2 separate regions of the Callithrix jacchus genome follow, and region 1 is linked to region 2. A link is a contact called in public Hi-C data. All regions are on one chromosome and are shown on one strand. Each heading gives the region's core, a stretch centred on a gene start, on an enhancer-like site or on the middle of the called end of the contact. The rest is flanking DNA. Distances are from core to core; before and after follow the strand shown.

The links. Hi-C and Micro-C count contacts between places; a contact is called where the count stands out from the background.
Region 1: a Hi-C map of skeletal muscle shows a contact between it and region 2, with 4 times the contacts expected there. The contact joins the promoter of MN1 here to the enhancer-like site in region 2. A contact is called at or near these places in 2 of 3 Hi-C or Micro-C datasets (both in skeletal muscle).

Annotation. Positions count from the first base shown.
Region 1 is chr1:198,493,065-198,495,764 of calJac240_pri, forward strand. It overlaps MN1 (MN1 proto-oncogene, transcriptional regulator), which reads right to left and starts at 1,251. Exons shown (of 4, transcript XR_013522043.1): 1 at 1-1,251.
Region 2 is chr1:197,405,808-197,408,507 of calJac240_pri, forward strand. No RefSeq gene overlaps it. Among named protein-coding and RNA genes, the nearest start is that of CRYBA4, 53 kb to the left of the region's middle. Within about 2 kb of position 1,399, at least 14 of the 16 cell types and tissues checked have an H3K27ac peak or open chromatin away from gene starts, as enhancers often do. A contact at or near this core is called in skeletal muscle, where this site is marked.

The sequences.
Region 1 (2,700 bases), core at 1-2,500, 1.1 Mb after region 2:
GCTCGAATTGGTCCAGCCCAAACATACTTGGCGGGGGGCAGAGGGGATCAATAGGGCATGACAGCCTGCTCTCCGCGGTGCGCCTCCGGCCAGCTACTCGTTCCAGCCCAGGATTGGGCGCTCCGCGACGCTCAGCACCGCGGGGGCTCAACGTGCACCTCCACCTCGCCTGATATGAGGGACTTGGGGGTGGGGGGGGTGGATCAGCTCCTCTCCCGAAGCTCGGGCTCTGCCCGGGGAGGGCCTCTCACATCTTACGAGGCCGCGCGGCCTCTAGGAGCCGTGTTGGGGGTCCCATGCCCCGGGCGGTTGTCACAGCCGCGGGTAGGTCTGCGGGGAGGTGACGAAGCCGCGGATGAACAGAGACAAAAAGTTAAGTGGGGGGAAAGGGGAAGGAAGGGGGATGGGAGAGCAGAGCGATCACCTTCTCAAGTCCGACTGGGTCTGTTGGGGAGCCCCAGGACGCCGCCCGCAGCCTCCCGGAGTCCGTGGCAGAGCTGCTAAGGGCAGGGGAGGGAGACCCTTCAAAGCCGCGGCTAGCGCCGGGCACCGACAGAGCGGTCCCTCCCCCCGCCCCCCGGAGTCCCCGCGCCCCGCAGCCGGAGCCTCCACCGAGCACGATCCGCTCGCACAGTCCCCGTAGGCTCCGGGCGAGCGGCTGCTGCTTCTTCAGCGGGTCGGAGGACTGGAGGCTCCGCTCGGCATCGCCGGTGCCGGCCCCCGAGCCGAGGTTGCAGAGGGTCTGGGAGGCGACGGGCGGCGGGCGGCGGGGGTCGGAGCAGAGGGTCGGGGGAAAGGCGCGGCTCCTCTGCTCGACAGCGGGTGCGTTGCGTCCGGCGCGCAGCTTCGCGGCCACGTCCGCCGCCTGCCGCTTCTGTCCTCCGCCGTTGGGTGTCTGAGTTCGCTGGAGTGTCGGCGCACGGTTGCAGGCGCGGGAGGGCAGCAAGGCGAAGGGTTGGGTTGCTCCGAGGCTCCGGTTCTCTGCCTCCGCGCCGAGGTGCTTCGCGAGTCCCTCTCGGACCCGAGGGAGGGGCGGACGCGGGTCGGGGGGCCACGCCAGGCGAGCGAGCCCAGGCGTTCCGGCTGCGCTCTCCGAGCCTGGAATCGGGGGGGCGGGGGCAGCTCTGGGGGGTCTGCGCTCTCCTCTCCCGACTAGCGGGGGTGCTCTGCGTGGGGCGTTCCGAGGGTCTCGGCTCCCCTCTCTGTGTCTGCCTCTCGCCCAGCGCCGGGAGAAGCAGCAACAAGTTTTGCATTTCAGCAATCAATTTCAGCCATTACATTTGCGCCAATCAGCGCCGCCCAAGCTCAGGGCCCGGGGCGGGGCTCGCTCTTAAGGTGGTCCGGGGTCCTGGCTGCCAAGGCCCCAGCCACGAACCCGCACTACCCCGACTCTGGGGTCCCCCGCGCCCGCCTCGCCTCGGGGTCCGGCGTCAGTGCGCTGGGGGCGCGCCCTGGCCTCCGGGCGCAGCGAGCTGGAGAAGGTGCAGGCGACGGAGAATGGCGGGAGCTTGGCTTTGTTCACCCCCTTCCCATTCACACTGTTCCCAACTCCCCACCCCCAACTGGAGCGAGACCCGCCGGGTGGGCAGGGGGCGGGGAGGTGGGCGGTGAGCGGTACGGGGCGTTCAGACAATGAGGTCGCCAGGCAAAGCCCCTGGACTCGCCACGGAAAGTCGCAAAACCCCTGGACTCGACACGGAAAGTGCGCTCCAGCTCCGGGACCAAAGCTCCTCGGTTCTCCACTAGCGGCGCCCAAGTTAGCCGGCCCCGGGATTTTCTTGGAGGGTAAAGCAGACGGGAAACCCCGAAGTTAGGGTTCTCCTCGACAGACCTGGGCGCCTGCTCACTCCTCCGTCACTACGGCGCTCACGAGTGTTCCCCATCCCCACTGCCTGGGGTTCCCGGTTCTCACCCGCCGGCGTAGGGGCTCCAAGGAGCCCTGGTCACTCAGACACTTTATGAGGGAGCACATCGGTTGAGCTCAGTAAGCGGAGCGACTAGCGAGGCGGCTGGGAACCCCCGAGAAGACACGCGCGAAGAGGGGGCAACCGCTGGCCTGCACACCTTGCCCCCTGGGCCACCTGGTCCAAGGCCCAGGCCCTCTGCGGGTGCGAGGTCGGCCTCCTTAAGAGATCAATTAAACTGAAGAGGCCGAGGAACGGAATTGGTCTGCGATACTAAAATCAATAGGAGTAATTTAATATCTGCCCTGCTCTTTATGAAATATTTATCCCAATAATCTTAGTTAAAATGTTTAGATCTTCCTGATCCCCACCGAGGCTGAAATCTATCTTGCAATTAGAAGTTGGAAGTTAGAGGTGATGGAGGATAGAGGAGGTGTTTATTCTGTGCGCCTGTGTGCGTGTGCGCGCGCGTGCGTGTGTGTCTGTGTGTGTGTTCCTCCCTAAAGAGAGTGTAGGGGACGAGGGGGGAGAAGGCCTTTAATTTTCCTTGCCATAAAATAGCACGAGGCGATTTTGCTAGCAGATTCGCCTTCTTAGGAGTAGGGCGAAAAAAGAACTTTCTTTGAAGTGCCCCTGATATCGCTATTAAATCTAAATAAAATTAAGCATGGTGTATAAAAATGCCTTTTCCCCCCACAAAAGAAAGTGTTTATCGCCCGAGTCCGTCTAGCGTTTGCTAAATTGCGCATGAAATCTGAAATGAAATAAACGTTATAATAAAACCAACCCCTGAGCC
Region 2 (2,700 bases), core at 149-2,648:
GATGCTGGTGTGTGTGTGTCTATACCAGAGTGTAACAGGATCCAGCCCTCTGGGAAGGGGCTGACCAGAACCAGGCAGGGGGTTTCTATCCAGGACAAGTAGGGTCCATTATCAGGGGACTGAAATGTTTCCAGGGGTTAATCTGAGACCCACAGCCAGTAAATAGGGAAGCAACATTTTGGGCAGGGGCCAGGTGGTTGGGATTGATTTTGGTGGGTATGAGGGGCTTAGAGGTAGACCCCCTGCCATGGTCAGGCCCCATTCCCTGGCTGGTGGGGACGGGAGGCCTCTGGAGCTGCAGCTGGAGAGGCTGGGGCAGTGTTGCATGGTGTGATTAACCTACTAACCCAGGGCTCGGCCAGGACGCCGTGGCGTGTGACGAGGTGCCTGGCCTTCTGCCAACCAACTAACCTACTAACCAGGCCCGAGCATGCCCTACTAACCCCCCGCAGCCAGATCCTACTAACCGTGCAGCTCATGGGCCTTTCAAGGGGCTGGGATATGGGGGCAGCCAAGGCTCCAGAAGGCTCTGCCTATGGGCTGGGATCTTTGTGCAGACCCTCGTTCCAGGACAGGGAATGCAAATAAGACTCATCAACTCTGCCACTTCTTGTTGGGTGACTTTTAGTAAGTCACCTTACTTCTCTCAACCTCAGTTTCCTCAGTGATAGAATGGGAGTACTGATATCTCACAGGTTGCATTGGGGATTCCCATGAATATAAGGGTCTTGGCACATGGCAGATACTTAAAAAAAAAAAAAAAAAAAAAAGAAGGTGGAGGGAGTCCCCCCAAACCTGGTTGAACATGCCTGCTGCCTAGGCCCTGGCCTCTCTGGGTGTTCTGCACACAGATCCTTCTGCCTGGGGCCAGACACTTGCTTTGAACCCCTAACTGTCACTTCCCCACATTCTTCCTCAGTCTCAGCTTTCTTTTCTGTAGGCAGCTCTTTTGTTCGATTACTAACCCGTCTAACCCCTGGGGTGCCCCATCATCCCTTAACAAAACTAACGGACCTGTGTGCGTTCTTCCTTTTCTCCTAGCGACTCCTGTGTGTGTCTGCTGAGGTGCCCTGTCCGCTGGTGCTGTGCTCTGACTTACTAACCCAGCCCCTACTAACCCTGTTTTCTCTTCTTACTAACCCCAGCCCTGTCGAGCTCTGGGCTCCCCTCTGGGGGCTGGTCCCCCTCCTTTTGGCAAGCAGATGACCTGGGTCTACTGGCCCTATAGAAAGATGTCCCACTTTGCTGCCCCACATTGGCTATAAGATCAGAGTCCATTGGGCCAGGTCTAAGGCAGGGGACGGCCCTATTAACAAGACTCAGAGCAGGAGGTGGTCCTGTGGATGTGGGAGGCTCGACTCTGAGATGACTTCTCTGTGCAGAAGTCTGGTTGCCACTGGGAGTAGGTGGGACCAGGGAAACCTCTGGGACGTGAGTGTGGAGGCCTGTGGGTCTAGACTAGAGTGTGGAGCTCTGAGCATTTGTATCCTTCTCGGGAAGGAAGCCGGGGAAGGATCTTTTCCATTGTTAAGTGGCGGGAATAGGAGCTACCCTACACAGGAAGCCAAGAGGGTGGCGTGTCCCACGAGGAAGTCAGGAGGGGGCGTGCCCGTCACCGGAAATTGGCAGAGGGGCGTGTCCCACATCGGAAGTCAGAAAGCGGAGCCTTACACCGGAAGTAAGTGAAGCTGGGTTTCCGCACGCTAAAAACCCCTGAGTGGAGTATTTAGTACGCAGGAAGTCGGCCGGAGGAATTTTTCCCATATTTGAAGGCCGGGAAGAGGGACATTTCTGACACCGTAAGTTAGTGGAGGGCTCTTTCCCACACAGAAAGTCAGCTAGAGAGGATTCTCCCGTCTCGATCTGAGAGAGGCGGGTTTTCCTTACCGGAAGTAGGCGTGGGACCACGACCCGGGGCCGTGACCGGAAGTCATTGAGAAAGATCTGTTCCCACGCCCAGAAGTTAGAGGGCGTTAGTTGTCCTGTTGAAAAGGCGGAGTGGGGAGGGGAATCAGCTTTACCCCGGGCTCGGAGTTCGCAGGAGTTAGAAGTGGGGAGCAATAAATGAACCTCAGGGACTTACAGGGTTCCCGAACGCCGGCCAGGAGTGCATCCCTGGCTTTCTGTTCCCACCCACGTCCCTGTCTCAGCCTGCCTCCCCCAGAGCCCGCCAGCCGCTAAGCCGGGGCCACACCTGGGGGTGATTTCATGCCTCACCTCCAGTAGGCCCCTTGGTCTCTTTGGGCTAATCTCTGGCTCTCTTGCACTAACTTTTGCTCTCACCCAGCTAATCCCTCCCTCACCCTGGCTGACCCAGGGGCTGACCACTACCAACCAACCTGGCCTGTCTGGGGGCTTCAGGCTCCTGGCCTGGGTCTGACCAGCTCTTAATTAACCTTTCCTTCACCGTGACTAACTCCTGCCTTCCTGGTCTGTTCCTTTCAGCAGAAACTAATGGCTTGTGGATTTCTTTCTGACTAACAACAGGTCTAACGTTCCTTGTTACTGTTAACAGCTTGGATGTCGGCATGGCTGGGAAGGGGCTAACACAGGCTTGGAACTTGACTAATAGGAAAAAGCGTAGCTAGTAATTTTGGACGTGGTGGCTGCTCTGAGTCAGAGCAATCACAAGTCGGTAAAGGTGGCAGTTCTCTAAAGGAGGTGCCAGGGTTCTGGTGTGGACCAGGCCTGATGGAGCAG